2 separate regions of the Sus scrofa genome follow, and region 1 is linked to region 2. Evidence: chromatin contacts called from public Hi-C data. All regions are on one chromosome and are shown on one strand. The core of a region is the stretch at or near the end of the contact, and the rest is flanking DNA. Distances in the headings are between cores, read along the strand shown.

Region 1 (2,962 bases), core at 129-2,628, 62 kb after region 2:
TGGGGGGAGGAATGTGGATGAGCACTTGTCAGTACTGCCCCTTGGAGGCTGGAGGAACAAGATCTGAAGGGGGGAAGCAGTCAGAGGATGGGGAGCCCCCCAAGCACAGCCCCCCCAGGAGAATCAGATCACACTCCCTGGGTGGAGATGGATCTCCGTCCCCCTCCCCTTCCTGCCCAAGCACAGCCATGTCACCTCCACGGAGCCTCCATGTCAGCCCACGGAGCCCCAACCCTCCAGGACATTCCTTGCAGCCCCCCAGCCCCAAAAGTCCTTCCCTTCCTCTAAAGGACCTGACATGTGACTCTATGGCCTCTGTTGCTGGGGCATCGACGGTGACAAACATTCACCAAGGACCTCCTAAGTGAGGATGATGAGGAGGGCACTCTAATTGCCTCTCCACCCCCCTTCCCCCAAACCATGCCCCCACCTCCAGTGTGAAGGATTCCACCCATCTGACCTGTCAATATGCAAGTGGTGGCTGGAAGACTTTGCAAGCACCAAATGTCACAGAAACAGCCTCATGGCACTAATCCAGCAGCAAGTGCCCTGCTTGGAAGTGCCAGGCTAAGACGACCCCTCAGAACCCCACAGCTGCCCTGGGTTGCCCACTCCCATTTCTCAACATAAAGCAGATCACTTGGGCACCCCAGGGTGAACAGAAATTCAAATAGCAGTTGGGGAAAGTGGAGGTCAGAGTAACATGTGGGGCTGAGGGATGCAGCCAGGAGAGGAAGGGCCTCAGCCCCTTCTGCTTTGTTCCCACTACCATGTCCCAAGACTGGGCCTTGTATAACGCTGAGATCCATACATAGGTATTTATTGAGTGCTAACTGGGTGCCCAGCGCTGGGGAAGGAGGGCAGGGTTGCCAGAGGACCACCTCCTTTCTTGGGGTGGGAGATGGGGAGAAAGGAGCGGCTCTCTTTTGGCCGAGCTTCCAGGCCTGGCTCCCTTGCAGGGCTCCCAGGCTGGGGGCAGGGGCGGATCCGCGAAGGGTAGGTCGTCCCTGAAACCCAGCCTCCACTGAGCCTGGGTCCCCATCCCCAGGTGAAGGCAGCATCTCCGTCCTGCTCGCGCCAGCCTCTTAGGCAGAAGTGGAGGGACAGCAGGGAGACGGAGAAGTTCCAGAAGACTTCCCGGCACCTTTGGAACCTGGATTTTAAAAGTCGAGGGAGGAGGAGAAAAACATTTAATAATAGGCGATGATTCAAAGCTCCAGAAGTACCGGCTCAAACTGCAGTGCTGCCTGGGCTCTGGCGCCACCTGGAGGTCTTATATGGAATAGCACCCTTGTGACAAGCCCGGACCAGGGCAGGCCAGGTGGGAACCAGTGCCAGTCACGAGGCACAGAAACTCCAACTCACTCCCGCCGTGCTGCCCCCTCGCGGCCATAGGACTCTGGGAATGAAGCCCAGATTGTTAAACCCAGAATGTCACCGGAGAGGACAGCCTCAGGCAGCCTCTCTGTGCCAATATCTTGGTGAGGGCTCTTCCGGCCTCCCCACCCCGCGAGGCAAGTTTTGAGGTTCCCTCGGACTTAAGAGAAAAAAGGAAGATTCAAGGACCATCATTTCTACGTTCCTTCAGCTTCCCACGTCGCCCACTTGGACCTTATCAGACCTCACAGGAAATACTGTCTTCTCCTGGAGACAGTCTCCACCCTTCTAACAAGTGTTCACTGCATAGCTGCGGGGATGGGGAGGGGTCCTGCCGCCCAGTCACTTCCGGGGGAGCTCGCGGTCTGATAAGAGAGGCAGTACCTACTCGGGGCACCCAAATGGGCGGGGCTACCGCCCCCCACCCCCCACCCCCGTTAGACCCGTCTCCGCTGTTGGCTGACTTCCCCAAAGGCAATTGAAGTTGCCAAAATGGATTTCTCTTTTAAAACCCTGCAGAAGCTGAGGCCTTTCGCATCTGTAATAATAACTACTGCCATTGCAGCCGGAGCTACTCAAAGCCTGCCTGGGTCTGTGGCCTTGCTGCATGGCAGCGTCAAGGGGAGCTGGTTAGGAATGCAGATGCTCAGGCCTAACCAGACCTACAGAACGGGGATTGGCACCTGATGAGGAAGCTGGGGGGCGGGGAAACTCCATGCAGTGGGCTGTGCAGTGTGGGGAGAGACCTTTAAAACTCAGGGAGGTTCCAGCCACAGCTCTTTTCTAAGCTTCAGCCCCAGCACCCTCCTGAGCTGATCCACACACAGCGAACTCATGGTACTCCCCTCCAACCTGACGTTTCCCCAGGTGCTGGGACTCGTGACTTGAGGACCAGCCTCTTCAACACTTTCAAGTCTGTCCCCACAGTCCAGCCATTAGCCACAGTCCAACCCATTAGCCACAGTCTAACGTACTCTTAACACGCAGACCTGGTCTTGTCCCTTCCTTGGCTTCCTAATGCCCAAGTCTAAATTCTTTAAGGTGACCAGCAAGGACCTATAGGCCCTTTTGCCACCCCTGAAATCTCTGACACTCCCCCCATACATGCACACATGCTCCATGCCAGACACACTGAATTACACTAAGTTCCTGCACAAACCCCAATGCCCAGGCCACTCTTTAGCGCTCCACCAAACTGAATTAGGCTTCCAGAAGTCACTTTCTCCAGGAAGCCCTCCTGGACCCCCTTCTCTGGCTCAGGTGCTTCCTCTAGGCTCCCCCATGCCTGTGTTTTAACTGTCAATCTCCCACCTACCCTGTTCACTGTGGGCCAAGCCCAGCCTGGCACTTGGCACAGGACGAGCCTCACAAACTATATGGGTTACAACTGAGGCTCAGTTTCTCTGAGCTGAGGAATTTCCTCTAGTCACACAGCTCCTAAGCACCAAGCAAGATTGGAACCCCTCTATACTTGTCCACAGAACCACCGCCAGTCTCCACAGCCTCCTTGCCAGATCACCCTGCACTTGGAAAAGGATGGCATTGGAGTTCCCACTGTGGCTCAACAGTAACGAACTGGACCAGT
Region 2 (2,844 bases), core at 100-2,599:
GGAAGGTTGCCCAGTTATCCCTGGCCCACACTAGGCCACCTAGCTGCCTTACTGATGGCTGCCTCACTGCACAATGAGCTGTGGGCATCCAGGTCTGCTAAGGAGGCTGGAATGGGGCTTGACCAACTACATTCACCTGTTCCCAACCCACCCACTTATACACTGGGGGCTCAGGCCCCTTGGGGGCCAGTCGAGGCAGACAGAAAGGTAAGCCTGACCAGTGGCCTTCCCATTCCCCCTTCTCAATAACTGCTGCCTTCCAACTGATTCCTTCATCGAGCACCTTCGGTTCTGCTACCCAGTCTAATGGGGGAGATGCAGCCCAGCCCTCAAGGAGATCCCAGTCTGGTGAAGCAGCCCTGTGTGCAAGGCCCAGGCTGCTGGGGAGACACAATCCCTGTCCAGGGAGCTTCCAAGCTAAGGGCGGAGTCACAGCCCAACCCAGGGAGCAATCAGGCTGAGGGTGGAGACTGTCCCTACCCACGGAGCTCCAGTCAAAAGAAGACTCAGCCTTGCCTCACAGAGTCCCCAGCCTAAAGGGCAAGGCATACTACTCCCTATCCATGAAGGCACTGTCCTGCCCCACCTGCTGCTGACCTGACAAGAGATTCACATGTCTGCCCTCCCAGAGCTCCCAAACTGATCCTAGCACACTGAGAGTTTACAGTCTGTGCTCAGGTGGCTGAAGAACAGGCCTTCTCCAGGGAGCTCCCTCCCATTCAATGGGGGAGACAGAGGCAGTTACAAGAACTCTCAGCTCCTGTGTGGTCAGAGCTGGACAGAGAAAGGAACTCCAGGCGGAGTAATCCCAAAGCCGGTATCAGGATCTCTGCCAAGGGGGGGGCGGGAAGGCTCCGAAACGGAGGGGCCATGGTAGCAGGGTTTTGAAAAATGAGTCTGACCCTGTATGGCCCCCTTCCTCCTAATTCCTCCAGCAGCCTCTAAGGGCCCCTCCATCCAAGCCCCTTCTCAGGGACCCCGCCCCCAGCCCCTCCATCAACCTCCCGCCCTAGCCCCCCCCATCCAAACCCTCTCCCCGCGGCCCCGCCCAACCTCCTTCATCCGAGCCCCCTCCCCGGGGCTCCGCCCCCAACCCCTCACCCCGCTAACGCCCTCCCTCCCTCCGCCTCTCTCGTCCCTCCTCCCAAATCCCCGAAGCGCTCCTCCCAGACTGCGGACCTCACCTTGACCCGCTCCAGCTGCTTGAGGACGTGCTCCCGCCGCCGCCCCGCTGCCCGCTTCCCCCCGGCGCCCCCGGGGCCGCCGCCACCGCTCCCAGTCCCGCTGTTCCGCTCCGATTTCGAGCTGGGCGCCATTTTCACCCCCTCCCTCCACTTCCGGAGCAACCGGCCTCTTCGCCCCACCCCCGCCGCCTCCTCATTGGCCCTTTCTCGGCTCTGCGGCCAGCGGGTTGGGTGAAAGCCCGCACTGAGGGCCTTTTCCCGCTACGCTTGTCCATCACAGCCAGCTCGGCCCTTGATTAGTAGAGATGGTACAGTCTGCGCGTATTCCCGCCTTCCCGCAGGGACTCACCCGTCAGAGGCCCCATTTGCGTTCCTCTCCGAAATGACTTTGACCCAATAGGCAGAGGCCTCTTTCGGTCTCCACGGCGTCACGCCCCCTTGTGGCTGGTGGGTTTCCATGGAGACCCAGGCGGTCCAGGCCCGTGGGCGGGGCGTTGGGAGCCTGTGGTCCAGGAGGGCCCAAATCCCCAGCCTAGGAATATCTGCACCCAGTCCGAATGGGCGAAGGCTGGCTAGCATCCCGAGGCCACCGGGACAATCGAGGAAAGGGATCTGAAAAATGAAAAATCAGTTAAAATGAAAAATCAGTTAAAACATCTTTCAGCTGCGGGGCGGCATGGCAGGATGATGACGATAATAATAATGACAGCATCAATCACTTAATAGCGTTTTACACTTGCCAGAAACTTCTGAGCTTACAATTCTATATAGTAGGTCGCTGTTATGCCCATTTTATAGATGGTAGTAATAAAAATCGTTTAGTGTCTGATATGAGTATCATCTTCCTGTGTGGCTTATTTAACATCGAAAAGAGTATTGGAGATAGGTGTTTTTATTTTCTTCATTTCACACATGATAAAACTGAAGCCTCTGGTGAAGCACTCCTGAATACCTAGCACATATATACCTCAGATGCCAGCTGTTGTGACTATAACCAGAGAAGACTATATGGCTCCCATATTCGTCCAGCCACAGGCATTCATTTATTCAACAATTTTTTTTGGTCTTTTGTCTTTTGAGGGCCACACCCGCGGCATATGGAGGTTCCCAGGCTAGGGGGTCTAATTGGAGCTGTAGCTGTCAGCCTATGCCACAGCCACAGCAACACCAGATCTGAGCCGCATCTGCGACCTACATCACAGCTCACGGCAACACCAGATCCTTAACCCACTGAGCGAGACCAGGGATCAAACCCGCAACCTCATGGTTTCTAGTCGGATTCATTTCTGTGGCACCACGACGGGAACTCCTATCCAGCAAATTTTTACTGAGCACCTATTATAATCTAAGTGCTGGGGATACAGCAGTGAACAAGACAGATAATAAACAAGGAAATAAGTTTACATTATCTAATCCCGGGTAGAATTTTTTTTTCTTTTTATGGCCATACCTGTGGCACGTAGAAGTTCCTGGGCTAGGGTTGAATTCAAGCTACGGCTGCTGGCCTACGCCACAGCCACAGCAACTCAAGATCTGAGCCTCATCTGTGACCTCTAGTGCAGCTTTTAGTAACTCTGAATCCTTAACCCACTGAGCGAGACTGGGGATCAAACCCTCAACCTCATGGACACTATGTTGGGTTCTTAACTCGCTGAGCCAC

The links. A called contact is a pair of places that touch in the nucleus more often than the background predicts.
Region 1: a Hi-C map of alveolar macrophages shows a contact between it and region 2, with 2.2 times the contacts expected there. The contact joins the enhancer-like site here to the promoter of DCAF15 in region 2. A contact is called at or near these places in 1 of 5 promoter capture datasets (liver), 3 of 47 Hi-C or Micro-C datasets (alveolar macrophages, blood and fetal heart ventricle) and 1 of 2 datasets of contacts at active chromatin or transcription factors (skeletal muscle).

What each region holds. Positions count from the first base shown.
Region 1 is chr2:65,274,368-65,277,329 of Sscrofa11.1, forward strand. No RefSeq gene overlaps it. Among named protein-coding and RNA genes, the nearest start is that of MIR181D, 4.0 kb to the right of the region's middle. Within about 2 kb of position 1,379, at least 23 of the 83 cell types and tissues checked have an H3K27ac peak or open chromatin away from gene starts, as enhancers often do. A contact at or near this core is called in alveolar macrophages, where this site is marked.
Region 2 is chr2:65,212,165-65,215,008 of Sscrofa11.1, forward strand. It overlaps DCAF15 (DDB1- and CUL4-associated factor 15), which reads right to left and starts at 1,350. Exons shown (of 11, transcript XM_021083706.1): 1 at 1,185-1,350. The coding sequence starts at 1,316.